4 separate regions of the Mus musculus genome follow, and all the other regions are linked to region 1. A link is a contact called in public HiChIP or PLAC-seq and promoter capture Hi-C data. All regions are on one chromosome and are shown on one strand. The core of a region is the stretch at or near the end of the contact, and the rest is flanking DNA. Distances in the headings are between cores, read along the strand shown. Region 1 holds the start of Cenpu (centromere protein U). Region 2 has its middle 15 kb from the start of Gm39171. Region 3 holds the start of Stox2 (storkhead box 2). Region 4 holds the start of Ufsp2 (UFM1-specific peptidase 2).

What was found. Promoter capture Hi-C pulls out the DNA fragments that hold promoters and counts their contacts. HiChIP or PLAC-seq counts read pairs in DNA pulled down with a chosen protein or histone mark.
Region 2: a contact with region 1 is called in a promoter capture Hi-C map of embryonic stem cells, with 3 times the contacts expected there. The contact joins the enhancer-like site here to the promoter of Cenpu in region 1. A contact is called at or near these places in 1 of 39 promoter capture datasets (embryonic stem cells), 1 of 115 datasets of contacts at active chromatin or transcription factors (embryonic stem cells) and 2 of 9 other capture datasets (adipose tissue and embryonic stem cells).
Region 3: an H3K4me3 HiChIP or PLAC-seq map of embryonic stem cells shows a contact between it and region 1, with 11 read pairs. The contact joins the promoter of Stox2 here to the promoter of Cenpu in region 1. A contact is called at or near these places in 1 of 39 promoter capture datasets (neural stem cells), 1 of 484 Hi-C or Micro-C datasets (cortical neurons), 4 of 115 datasets of contacts at active chromatin or transcription factors (bone marrow-derived macrophages, embryonic forebrain, embryonic stem cells and 1 more) and 1 of 9 other capture datasets (embryonic stem cells).
Region 4: a contact with region 1 is called in a promoter capture Hi-C map of pre-B cells, with 4 times the contacts expected there. The contact joins the promoter of Ufsp2 here to the promoter of Cenpu in region 1. A contact is called at or near these places in 12 of 39 promoter capture datasets (the 3T3-L1 cell line, the C10 cell line, the HPC-7 cell line and 9 more), 5 of 484 Hi-C or Micro-C datasets (the Ba/F3 cell line, CD4 T cells, Th1 cells and 2 more), 1 of 115 datasets of contacts at active chromatin or transcription factors (astrocytes) and 2 of 9 other capture datasets (adipose tissue and liver).

What each region holds. Positions count from the first base shown.
Region 1 is chr8:46,550,328-46,553,733 of GRCm38.p6, forward strand. It overlaps Cenpu (centromere protein U), which reads left to right and starts at 1,742. Exons shown (of 13, transcript NM_027973.4): 1 at 1,742-1,800. The coding sequence starts at 1,760.
Region 2 is chr8:47,337,210-47,340,615 of GRCm38.p6, forward strand. It overlaps a transcript of Stox2 not described here. Among named protein-coding and RNA genes, the nearest start is that of Gm39171, 15 kb to the left of the region's middle. Within about 2 kb of position 1,887, at least 12 of the 459 cell types and tissues checked have an H3K27ac peak or open chromatin away from gene starts, as enhancers often do. A contact at or near this core is called in embryonic stem cells, where this site is marked.
Region 3 is chr8:47,287,754-47,291,159 of GRCm38.p6, forward strand. It overlaps Stox2 (storkhead box 2), which reads right to left and starts at 1,649. Exons shown (of 4, transcript NM_001114311.1): 1 at 127-1,649. The coding sequence starts at 292.
Region 4 is chr8:45,973,710-45,977,115 of GRCm38.p6, forward strand. It overlaps Ufsp2 (UFM1-specific peptidase 2), which reads left to right and starts at 1,819. Exons shown (of 12, transcript NM_138668.2): 1 at 1,819-1,879. It overlaps 1700029J07Rik (RIKEN cDNA 1700029J07 gene), which reads right to left and starts at 1,543. Exons shown (of 7, transcript NM_001033148.3): 1 at 1-1,543.

The DNA of each region.
Region 1 (3,406 bases), core at 492-2,991:
AACTCTTTAGAACTTACTGAGTAGGCAGAGTGGAGGGAGGGGTAAAGAAAACAGTCTACAGTTCACAAAACAATGTACAAAACCTGGTGTCATGCAAAGCTGACCACGACTACATCTTACATGGTATCTCTACTGACCCTAGATACTCACAGACAAGTGCCCTGGAAGATGTGCGTAAGAATTCCTGGTGATGTGCTGTCGGGAATAGTAAATAGAAAACATTGATGTACCCATAGCACAGAGGAATAAAAGCGATGCAAATAGTTACTTAATGAATTCCAAAGGCAGCATGAATGAACTACAGCTGCATGCAGATGTGGACACTTTAAAAATTATGGCTTTGGTTAGGATACTTGCAGAAAACCTACCAAACGTTATTTATAGAGATAGAAATATACAATGATTATACACAGAGGCATATCGAGGCTGAAAAGCATAAAAATGCTAAAGACAAATAAAAAAAACCGTATGGTTTGTGAAAAGGGCCATTCATGGAAGAGTCTGAGAGAACTGTTACATTTTATGTTCTGATTCAGTAATATAGGTGTCTATGTTTTATTTTTACAGTGTTAAATACCCTTTGTTGGAGACAGGGTTTCTTTGTGTAGGCCTGGCTGTCCTGGAACTCACTCTGTAGGCCATGCTACCTGCTTCTGCCTCTAGGACTAAAGGCAAGCACCACCACTGCCTAGCTTGTATTCATATTTTTATTGTGATAAAATTTATAACATAAAATTGGACATTTCAGCTTTTTATTCCAGTCATTTTAAGTGTTTAAATACATCCACCTTTTTTACACAACCATCTATCTCTCCCATCACCCCCATTTCTGGCCTTTCTCATTACCACTGTGTTTTAGGTTAATCAAGAAATCATTGTTGGAGCTGGAGAGATGACTCAGCCATTTGGAGCCTCTTGCCAAAGACCTCAGAGTTTCCCAGCCTCATAACTATCTGTAACTCCAGTTTCAGGGTATCTGATGCCCTCCTCTGACCTCCACTGGGACCACGGATGTGTATATATATATGCGTGTGTGTGTGTGTATATATACATACATATGCGTATATATAATAAATATATAACATTTTGCATCGATACACATAAATCTTAAAAAAAAATTCATTGCCAAGTCCAACGTCTTGATTCAGTTTTCTTCTGAGTTTGGCCGTTTTTTTTACTTCTTATATCTTTGATCCCTTTAAATCAATTTTTCATTCTTTTGTACCACAAGAAAAATGTAAAAACAAAAGAATCGTGAGTATGGATCCAGAAGGGACCTTCCCGCTTTACGAAGGACCTGGAAGGGAGGACAAATAACGTGTCGCGTTCAACAGTGAGCTGCTACAGGGAGCTAAAAGCGGCATCTGCATTTAGCAATGCGAAGGATTTGACAGTAGTCCATCAACTAACAGCCCGCCCGGAAGCACTGGAGTTTTGGATCCGCTGGCGGCTGGCTCGGGTCCACCCACACCCACACCAGCTCCGGGTCATTTACCCGCCCACGAGGCCGGGGAGTTCTAAATTTACGGAACGGAGCGAGAGCGGGAGAGACAGCCTGCAGCAGCTAAGCCGGTTGCTTTGGACTCCGCTCCGCTGTTGGGTGTTTTCCAGGCCTGGATTTCATCGTGCTCTCGCCCAGGACGCTCTCTGGCCCCGCCCCGGAAAAGGCGGAGCATAGCGAGGACTAGGCTCTGATTGGCTGTTCAGAGCAAGACCGGCTAGGCGCGAGTTTGGAGTCCCTGCCTTTGGGAACGGTAGGATGGCTGCAAGGAGAAGTTTGAGATACTCGGGGAACCCGGGGTAAGTGCTGCCGCCCCGAAATCCGCCCAGGATGGGCTCAACCCGTCCCAGAGACTCGCTGACCCGGCCTCAATTCCCACAGCCCCGAATCCTAGAGCCAGGAGTCAAGCTGTGTGGTAGGGGAACTCAGACACCAGCGTCGCTTTCATGTGACAAGCAAATATTTAACAGTAATCATTTCTGGTCTGTCGACATTGCTTTTTATTTCTAAGACGCAGCTGTTTTCGTAATAGAAAACACGGAAGCCAAACGAAATCTCTAGCGAGGGACCAGGCAGCTGCTTGTTTAGAGCTTGGGCTGGCCTTGCCTAAATACCTAAAGGACATTCAGAGTGCTTCATGGATCTTTTCATTATATAAGAGGTGTGCATCTGAAAAGAAGTTAGTAAGCGGCCCGAAAGGTTAGCGCCACCAACTCCTGGCGAAGGATATTCTGGGCGTGTCTGGCGCGCATCCAAAGCCTGGTAGAGATTTGGATAGAAAGGTCTCCTCTGCGTAGGAAGTCTTCCGTGGGAGGATTACCTATGGAAGATGATGCTTGTAGCTACCACAGGACACAGATGGTGGGGGAATCCACATTCGGTGAGCAGTGGGAAGGAAGATTTAAAAAGGGCAAAGGAGCTTATCAGGGCATGCTGGTTTGTGCTTTTACCTTTTTTGGTTTTTCGAGACAGAATTTTTCTGTGTGGCCCTGGCTGTCCTGGAACTCAACTCTTGTAGACCAGGCTGGCCATAAACTTAGAGATCACCTGCCTCAGCCTCCCAAGTGCTGAGATGAAAGGCGTGAGCCACCACCACCTTTGAGCAAGGGAAAGGAGCTTAGAACTTGATCTGCCAAACCAGTGGTTTTTGTTGTTTCAACATCTTGAGGCTTGGAATTTATGAAATCTGTTCATTATCACTCCTAAAACACACGGATGCATACAGCAAAGATTATATAAAATGGTTACTGTAGAGATTTCCTTTAGGAAAGAAAGAGGTTTCTGTAGAGTTTGGAAACTGCTCCAGGACTCCAGCCCACAGCTAGAAGGGAATTTCTCTGGTTTTGGAGCACACACAAGAAACAGGTAGAGGGGCTGGTGAGATGGCTCAGCAGGTAAAAGCACTGACTGCTCTTCTGAAGGTCCTGAGTTCAAATCCCAGCAACCACATGGTGGCTCACAATCACCCGTAATGAGATCTGACACCCTATTCTGGTGGGTCTGAAGACAGCTACAATGTACTTGTGTATAATAATACCTAAATCTTTGGGCTAGAGCCAGCAGGGACTGAGCAAGTGGAGTTGACCGGAGCGAGCAGAGCAGAGGTCCTAAAAGCTCAATTCCCAACAACCACATGAAGGCTCAGGCTCACAACCATCTGTACAGCTACAGTGTACTCCTATACATAAAATAAACAAATCATAAAAAAAAAGAGTCAGATGGAAAAGAGTTCAGGCTAGGCAATTTATGCCTCCAGGTTGTCCCACCTACTTCTGTTTCGAGGTGCCATTCAGAAGTCACTTAAGCTTTCTGAGCTCAGAATCACAGTCTGCGGTTATCCCAAAGCAAAGGCAGTACAGGTCTGAGAGTTGGCTACAAGTGGGGAGTCCCAGCCCCCTCCCCTCG
Region 2 (3,406 bases), core at 637-3,136, 790 kb after region 1:
CCCTCATCCTAGCTGCCTGGAAGTCAGTATTCTGCTAGCAGCCTTCAGATGAAGATGTAGAACTCTCAGCTCCTTCTGCACCATGCCTGCCTGGATGCTGCCATGCTCCTGCCTTGATGATAATGCACTGAACCTCTGAACCTGTAAGGCAGCCCCAATTAAATGTTGTCCTTAGAAGAGTTACCTTGATCACGGTGCCTATTCACAGCAGTAAAACCCTCACTAAGACACACACCATCTCAAATCTCTGAGATTCCAGGGATTTGAACATCCCATGCCCATCTGGTGGCAAGGTCCACGTGCCCGTAAGAATTTTGTTTGAAGGGTATATTTAAATTTTTCGTGTGTGTGTGTGTGTGTGTGTGTGTGTGTGTGTGTGTATCTGTCTTCAGACACACCAGAAGAAGGCATTGGATCCCATTACATATGGTTGTGAGCCACCATGTGGTTGCTGGGAATTGAACTCAGGACCTCTGAAAAAGCAGTCAGTGCTCTTAACCACTGAGCTCTCCAGCCCTGCATGACCTTTCTTTAAGCCTGGATTCCTCATCTTCCCCACAGACCACCAAGACTCTCTGTCTCCCTCTCTCCCGCTCTCTCCTTTCCCTCTCTTTCCCTTCCTCTTTTCCTCAACTCCCCCTCCCTCCCCCCTCTCTCAAGAACTTTAAAGCTGAAGTCATTTTATACACAAGGAAGAGACAGAAAATATAAGTAACTTGTGCAAGTCCATGCATACCTTGCCACTTCTCAGTGGTCAGGATTTGGGAAGAATGAGTGTAGTAAAGATGGCGCCCAATGTAAAGATACAAAGTATCTGTGTGCACAGCCTACTTAGCCAGTCTTCAAGGCCAGGCTGCCTAGGTTTTCATACCAGGTGTATCATTCCTGTTGCTATTACAGTTTGGATATCTGCAATCTGAAAACCTGAAATGCAAACTTCTCTAAAGTCCAAAAGCTTTGAATGTATAAGCAGCAAGTAGAAAATTCCAGGCCTGACTGCACGTGACCAAACACAGGTGCTTTTGGAAGACAATGGAACAAAAGCACACCGTATAATACATATAAAACATGGGTTTGCATTTGGGTCCCGTTTCTAAGTCACCTCATTTGTATATAGACATATTTCCAAATCTGATATCTAAGATACTTCTGGTGGGAAGCATGTTTTGTTGTTTTGTTTTGTCTTGGCAAATATTTTGATTGTGTGTGTATGTGCCTGTGTGTTCATAGTTATATTTATATATTTTTTCCTACTGATACTAAAGTGATACTAATAACAGGACCTTCTTGGATGGGTTACTAAGGAAATTAGCTGAATTTTCATATGCCTGGGGTATAGAACAATTCCCGGAACATGGTGAATACTGTCAGCTCATAACTATTTTTATCAGGTAAGGAGGTGATAACATGCGGAAAATATACAGATTTTTTTAAACCCAGCAACTTTTATGTTTAGAAAAGATCTGAAAGTTTCAAAAATAAAAACTGTTAGTTTGGGAAACACTAAGAAAAAGGTTTTCATCTTGAGAGCAATTAGGAGAAACAATGACATCAAGTAATGTGACCCCTTCAGTGCCTGGTCCTACAGCGCAATACTCCTGATCTAATGAGGTCAAGGTCACCCAGTCTACACACGCCCTCTCCCGCCATCTTCCCCCTCTTCATAAATCACTTAAAATGCCTCATGAAAGCAAATATTTTAGGTCAGACACCCTGAAGCTGGGAAGGCTGAAGTGCCCCTAATTCTCACTTGGGGAAACAGGATCTTCAGGGTTCTGGAACAGGTTTGAGCAGGGGTGGGGGTGGGGCAGGATGGGGGGACAGGACATTGCTTCCTTGCTATTGATAATACAATGCCTATAGGCTCCACCTAGAGACACTGGAGAAAAAGGCCAGTGGGGGAGGGGGAGTCAACAAGCTGGCTCTTGAGCAACTAAGTTCCAGGTTTGGGGTCAGCTGATGTTTTTTACATCAGCCAGGCATCTATTGCCTGAAGTCACAGAGTGCAGAGGCCTCTAGGGATGAAGAAGAAGAGCTAACAGCAAAAGGAACTAAAGTTCTGTGGCAAGCCAGTAGCCACCACATGGTGTCTCCTAGTACCTGGGTGTTTCCTCTACATAAGTGTTTCTCAAGCTGTGTGCATCAGGGCCCCTTTGGGGATCGAATGACCCTTTCACAGGGGTCGCCTAAGAGCATCGGAAAACACAGGTATTTACATTCTGATTCGTAACAAAGGCAAAATTACAGTTATGAAGTAGTAACACAAATAATTTTATGGTTGGGAGGGGGGTCACCACATGAGGAACTGTATTAAAGGATTGCAGCGTTAGGAAGGTTGAGAATCACTGCTCTCTATCGACCTGTGTCTGCTGGGAACAGTCCGATCAGAGGATCCAAGAAGGATCTCAGGTAATGGCTCATGTCACTCCCTCCTGGCTTTTCCTAAAGCATAAACTTCAACCGCATCCTTCACTGGCTTGAACGTTAATGGCCCCTGAGCGGCTCAGCAGCAAAAGTCCTGACCACCAAACAAATTCCTCTCTTGTCTCTGCTCTGATTCCCCCAAGAAGTTTGTCTTGCCTTCAAGCCTCTGTCACACACTGCTTCTTTCTTCAGCTTACAACATCCTTTATTTCATCCCCCTCTTCCAAACGCTAACTTCCATCTTCTTCCTGCCCCGCCCCGCCCAGCCCCGCCCCCTCCATCACTCTTCTCTTTGGGGAGCTTTTCTTTACAACCTTTTGATTCCTTCTATCAGCCAGCCTGCAGACTTCCACACTTAAATTAGCCAGCCTCCCTGTCTGGATTCTCTCAATGCCTTTGGACACTGCTAACATGGCCTTTTATTAAACTGTATAGTAATATTTATCTCCCCAAACAGGCTGTAAGTTCATTTAGGGCAGATAAGAATGCCTTTTTGTTCACAGGACCTGGTGCCCTCCGTGTGCTGAATGTGTTTGTTTGGTGCAATTCTTACAGCAATTATTCTATCGGCTTTGATAGCCTCTGTCCACTTCGAGGACTAAACGCTAGGTAAAGCCACGACCCCGTCCACCCCAGCCACTTTTCAAAAGAGAAAGAGAGAGAGAACCAATTGTCAGGCATCAATGTGAGATATACACTGTCCCCTCTCTCTTCATTCAGTGATGTTTCCACGGCGTGTGGAGCTCATCTAGGAATTACACACATTGAGGTGGTCAGGGAATACACACCTAGGTTTTAACTTTAAGTAACAAATGTGTGTGTGTGTGTGTGTGTGTGTGTGTGTGTGTGTGTGTGTGTGTGATTTTTTAAAAAAACATCACAACAACCATGCATAACACTGCTACAATGTTACGCCTAAAGACTCCTTGGAGGTCGATGCAGCTGTGGTACAGATAACAGCTGTAGGTAGGGCTGCTACAAT
Region 3 (3,406 bases), core at 399-2,898, 740 kb after region 1:
AATTTTTCCCTGCTCTCCCCATACATAACTCGGCACATCCATCACCGCAGGTCCTCCTCTACCCCAAACCCTCAACTAGCCGCGGCGCAGCAATCACAGGCGGCGGCTGAACCGTGCTTTACCAACCTGATGTCATGTAGCCCCTAGAAGCCTGGGGCGCGAAGGCCGCGGGGAAGCGCTTGTGCAGGCGGTAGTCCTTCTCGCTGCGGGACCTCATGCGGTCCGAGGCCCGGTCCGAGAAATCCGAGCTAGGCCAGGCTCGCCGCAAGGTTGTGCTCCGGGTCTTCTTCATGGTGGGAAAGGGCGACCCTGGTGCCCCGATAGTAGGGCCTCAGCGCCAGGGCGCAGCGCGCTGCTTCATCCGTCTACCGAGGCCACGACCCGGGAGGACTCTGCGCACATTTTTTCCCCCAGCCCCTCTTCTCGTCGGTGTCTACACCGCCGGCGGCAGGTCCGGCCCTCCCCACGCCCCCCCACACCCCCACGGAGAAGGCTCGGATTTTACACTCGTCCCACAATGCATTCCACTTCATTTGCAATCCGCCGGGCTTCCAGCTTCCAGATTCCTGAGGGGGAAGGCACGTTGGGAGGCTCGGCGGCCGGGAGGGGGCGGCCCGGGTGGGGGCGCCGAGACTTGCAGCGTGGAAGCAATGGGAGCGCAGACAATGGCCCGATTCAGCGCAGGAGTGCTTAGCCAACTGTGCGCCACAGCACAAAAGACCCAAACAAATGAGGAAGCCGAGGCCTCCGGGGGCCGACCCGGGATCGCACGCCCCGGCAGCTTGACCGGTGGGCGGCAGCCCCAACCGCACTAGGAGGCTTCAGCGCGAGGCGTGGGGATGACAGCGTCCGAGTCGCGTCCCCCTGGACCTCCCAGCCGCGAGGGCCGCAGTCCCCGGCGCCCGCTGTCTCTGCTTCTCTCTCGCAGTCCTCGGGAGGCAGTCTTCATTCCAGAGGCTCGAACGGGGGGCGCACGGGAGCACCGGGACCGCCGCTGCGACAACGCAGGAAGAGCCCCGTTGGGTGCTGGCGACCGCGGCGCGCCGTCAGGCTTCCTCCTTCCGAGGCTGGCGGGGGCGCGGGAGGGTGGGGGCGCGTGCCGACACGCGTGGGTCCCCCGCCGCAGGCATACTCTTACTCACGGGCCGCGGTGGCTGCGGAGCCCGGCGATCGGCCCCCGCGCGAGGCCATCGCGGCTCGGGGACTAGCGCGTTGCGCTCTGGCACCGCCGAAAGCGGGACGGCTACCCAGTGTCATGCTAATCTCGGGGCAGCGCGGAGGCTCGGCGTAGATCCCCGCAGCAAAGCCCCAGCGGCGACGGCGACGGCGGCGGCGGCGGCGGCGGCGCGGGGCCTGGGCCCTGCGGATGACACCGCGCGGATCGTTCCACGTCTTTCCGATGGTCCCTCCCCCTCGCTCCGAGGGCTAGCCTTCGTGGGAACGCGCTGATCTGCGGCGCCCGGCCTGGTCCACCTGCGCCCAGCCGGAGACGCGGGGCGCCGCGAACGCGCGGGGACGCCAGGCCCACGCCGACTGCCACGCGCCAACGGCCTGCGCCCTCTGCGATCCTGAGTGGAAGTCACTCCCCAATGGCCTGGTTGCGCTGGCGGGCCCGGGGCCTCTGCACCGCCGGGCCCTGCACAGCTGCTTATGGTCCAAGCACCAATCGCTGCAGGACAGCGGTGCGCGCGGAGGAGGGGGCGCGGGCCAGACGCGAGGTCACGCCGAGTTAAAGGCGCCCGGCCTGGCCGCCAGCCCCGCCACGCGCCGCCACTCCCATTCTTATCCACCACTCTCACCTCCCCATTTGGGTTGCCAAAAATGCGTTTTGAGCTCTAAACAAGGAGAATAAACTTGATTGCCTCTGGAGGTGATCTGTCATTTCCCGTTTGAGCTGGGTGGTTTTTTTTTTTTTTTTTCTTTCTTTCTTTCTTTTTTTTTTTTTTCCTTTTCTTTAATGCATCTGTGACAACGAGACGTTCCCAATCATTTTTAAAGGTGGCATTCCACGCTGATGGGTGACAAGATGCAGAGCCAGCAATAGGAAGCCTTCATGGAAACGTGTATTCAGCAGTCGGAGGGCCCTAAAGGGTTAAGATTCAGGAAGCTCTGGCAAGACATCCAGGAGGCAGAAAGGCAATGAGATCTAGAAGGGAGGCCATCATCCATCTCCAGTATGTGGCTTGGTAATACATAGCCAGAACAACCTCTCTGTGGATACCAAGGGGGTGGGGATAAAAAGCCACAAGTCGCATATAAAACCTATAACTACATCAAGCAATATTAATTACTAACTACAAACCTATTAGCTAAATGTTTAGCGACCTCCTTTTAGATTCAAGACAAGCCTTTAAAAGGTACCCTTTGCTAAAATGGCAAGGAACAGAAAGACGACTGGTTTAGAAGATCAATGTGTAAAGGGCCATAGAGGTGAATTTTTTGTTAATGTTTTCACGAATGGGCGTTACTGACATTCAGGTATCTCAAATCAACAAAACATCAGTTCTCAAGACACCAAAATGGTCACACAAATTTTTGCAGTAATTATGACTTAAGAGGGATTGTGATCATGTGACAACTTTGGTATTCATTCACTGAGCAGATTAAATAGGCAACATACCAAATATGGTCCCATGCAATGAATGGTCCAGCAGAAAAGAAATGCAGGAAGCTGAGTTAAAGCCAAAAGTTGTGCCACATTTTATAAAGATGCATTAACCTCTGTGAGGCATGCCAGTAGCTGGGGCCTAGAGCATGAAGAGCCCCTCAAAGAGTGAAGGGATTGGTGTCCAGGGCCATGGGAACAAGTGCGACGGTCCTGAAGTCTAAACCAGTCTTGGTTTCTGTTGGAAGAAATGCAAGAAGGCCAGTATGGCTGGAGTCAGAGCTGAACAGGAAAGCCGTGGGCGGTGAGGTCAGAGAGAGGGAGCGTAGATCATGCAGGGACTTGCTAGCCATGTTCAAAGTTTTATTTCCTACTCTTGATGGACTGGGGGCCACAGAAGAACTCAAAGCAAAAATACAGCCATAATTTTATAATTTCTATATAGAAGGAGTTTAGAGGGTATAATATAAGGCAGGGGCTAGTTGGTAATTACATGTAATATGTTTTTAAAAAATGATCATGTTCACACTGTGAAAGGATGAGTGGGGCTGGTATACATTTGAAGAGGAGAGCTACATCTGGTCTCAGTCGCTTGTGACAACAGACCTTGCAGGGAACTGAGAGCATCCACTGGCCAAGCAGCCACACCAGGCACCTAAGAAGCAGGCAGCAAACATGCCAGGGTTCTCAGAACCCAGATGATGCATGAAGCAGGTATGGTAGCCGCTGCCACCCACCCACCCCCACCACTGTCAGTAACTGACTCACCCACGTCAGCTAACAATGCGCAATGGTCATCCC
Region 4 (3,406 bases), core at 569-3,068, 580 kb before region 1:
TGATTATTAAATATCAAACTATTTATTTGCCATTATTTTAAGTCTCTGGATTGGTTGGTTGGTTGACTTCTTTTACGTACCCGCACAAGCCCCATCAGATAGGCTTGTGCATAGCTTTTGTGAGACCAAACTAGGAACAATATACTTTGCAGGTTAAAGTTTTTGTTTCCAGTTAAGACAGTTAAGACTAAGCTCCTGTTCATCCTGTACAGGCTACGGTTTCTATTTGTAGTTAAAGAATACGTTCCTGTTTGTCCTGCGTTAAGTGCTTCCAAGTTGAGATTTCTCCTTGTAATTAAGGACTGATCCCTGTTTCTTAGATAGGATGTAAACTGCAAAATGTCTTTCAACCAACACTAAACTTGCTACCCGATTCACATGATGTAGGAACATGACCTTGTTCCTTCCCTTTCACATTGTTCTTTGGTTTTGTTTTTACAATGTATAACAGCCAACTCTCTCAGTCCGGTGAACGATCTCTCTCTCTCTCTCTCTCTCTCTCTCTCTCTCTCTCTCTCTCTCTCTCTCTCTCTCTCGTGTAAAAAGGACCTAATGAGGCTGCCGCAAGGGGTGCTCTCAGAGTGAGACAGCCAGCAGGCTAGTACGGGCACACCCCAACACACAGCTTGCTTTAATTGGACAGTCATGGAGTTGGTCTCTTCTCCTGGAGATTCTCCGCTTTAACACCTTCCCAAGCTTCATTAACAGTCATCTTATATCCGTGGTTTGGCACCCTTTATTTTCCCCAGTGAACTGACAGCTAGGAACCATGAACTGAGTTTCAATCTCCTTCACCACATTCTTGAGGCAACGCTGCCCAGACTGGAATGGAACTCCTGGAATCAGGGAACCTCTGCCCTAACCTCCGGAGCGGCTTGAACGACAAAACCCCTTTAGTTTTTTACCATTGTCGCCCCAGCGCTTGCGGCCAATGCCTTCAACTTTGTCCCTACAATAAACTCTTTAAGTAAAACTTACAAAGTATTCATTCACACATTTACGCAATGTTTTTTGCAACCCTCTCCTTCTGGTCAGGTAGAAGTAGGAAAACAGACTTTAAAAGGCATAAATTTTGGTTTATAATCACGTAGACACGAAAATCGTGGGATTCTACCCAAGTAGAATATGGCAAGTTCCCTTCAAAAAGTTTGGCTAAGAAGGTTCCTCTGTTACAGCCCTGTCCACTGCATCCTTGCAATTTACTCAATAAATTCTTTTCTACGCCAGGAAAAAAAAAAAAAAAGTTTGGCTAAAAGGGAGAAACTGCAGAAAATAAATGGACTGATTGTCTAAGTTATTCCCTCTAAGGAAAGGTAGCTTGAAGTAGGCAGGTAGCTAAGGAAAACCCATGTCTGCGAGGCCGAGTCACCTCTCCAAAAGACACCTAATCCCACAACCAGAATCAGATGGACCCTGCTCCGGTCGGGGATCACTCCACAGCAGAGCCCGAAGAGCTCGAGGCCACGCGCTTGGCCGGGGCTCCAGCCTAGAGCGCAGCAGCAGAGGCGCGCGCCGCACAGTTCCGCAAGCTGCCGCTGGCGCATGTTAGGCCGCGTTGCCGTGGGAACGGGAGAACCCTTTCCCAACGTGCTACTGTAGGCCCTCGGAACGTTCGAACCCGCACGGCGCGTCCACGAAAACGGAAGAAAGGCCATAGAATACGTAAGTCTCAGCCAATAAAATCTCTCGAAACTAAGCCTTCTGTTTCCCCGCCATCGGCGAATAGTTTCCCTGTGGTACGCTCCGTGATGGTTGACGCGAAGCATTCTGGGAGTTGTAGTCACCTGTCGGAGCCCCGCAGTCGGCGGGCGTGACGTCACTTCCGGGACGACCCTTGCTTGCACGAAGTAGGTGTTCTTGCCATCGCCAGTGGTGCTTGGTAAGTGATTCTGGTTGTCAGTGACCTCCCCGTATTTACCCCTAGGACTTCGTCAACCGTTAGGAGAATGGCTCCAGGCCCCTAAAAGGAGCTGCTCCTGAGAGGCCAAAAGTCGCGGTACAAACTATCCTCACTTGGATCTCTTGGGTGATCTGGTCACCAGCAGCACCGGGTCATGCGACTCTCCGGGTCAGTCAGTGCATCTTGACAGTAAGGCACTATTTGTCGTATTTAGAAGCTAGCTAAAAGAACTTTTGGTTTTGAAAAGATAGACCTAACTTCCTTAAAATAGTCTTCTCCCTTCGCTTACGTGGCACAGAACTCTCCAGCTTCCCCCTTCTCCTAGCTCAGCTAAGTCCTGCCATCTGTACCGCAGATGATAATCTTCAGCTTACACCCTGAGCTTTCTCTCCGAACCCAATTCATAAGTCTAGTCAACTGCTTCCACTTAAATAAATCATTCAAACTCAGCAGTTACAGAGCCGGCTCATCATTTCCTGTTCTCCCCGCACTCTTCCTTCAGAATTCCCATTCGATAACCCAGCTCACCCCTCCTTGTGCCCACCAAACCCTTGACAAACTTGCCTCATCTCAAGAACAAAGTCAATAATCAAGTCTGGGTTCTACTTCTGGCTGGCTGTATTAAAACCTTCTTTACCGTCCTTGAGCTTTGTCCTTGCTGTCCGTCCATGGGTCATAGTCTAAGTGATCTTTTGCTTTGGTTTTAGGACAGAGCCTCACAAAACCCAGGCTGTCCTTGAACTGGCTACACAGTCAGGAATGACTTTGAAATCCAGACCTTCCTGCCTCTACCTCCCAAGTGTTGGGCTTACAATCGTATACATCAGCCTTCCTACATGTTGTTTCAATTAAGCGAACCTTCACCAATTGGCCACTGTGCTTAGAATGGGCTTACACACATAAGAATACCTCTTTACCTTGGAAAATTTAAGGCTTCTTTTATGGGCTACTTACCTGCCCTTCGAATTTCAGCTTAAATATTACATCTTCATAGAGTATCTTGCTTTAAAAGCCTAAAGAGACCCTGGCGCTTTCACATATGATTGCTTAAAGAATTGTCATAACAACCCTGGTTGAAGTACCATATCTTTTCCCCATTTTTTACAGAAAAGAATAGGCGTGACTGATTATGTTAAGCAGAAATCTTATTGTATAAGTACCCGAGTTAAACCTTACTCTTGCTTGTCTTTTCTTTTTTCTTTCTTTTCTTTCTTTCTTTTTTCTTTTTCTTTCTTTCTTTCTTTCTTTCTTTTTTTTTTTCAAGACAGGGTTTTTTGCTTGTCTTTTCAATCTTCAGTTTATGTAAGTATTTTTCTTACTCAAATGGTAATGTTGTTCTAAATTTATCAAACTTCTCACTGGTAGTTCTCACAGTATTTTCCAGTTTTGAGGGGTTTAGTTTTTTATGATAAACAACAGAATGAATGGACAGCATTATTAAACTTTTTGTTGTTCGCTTAGAATGAAGTTAATGGAGTGAAATTGGGACATGGTGTAGTCTTTGAA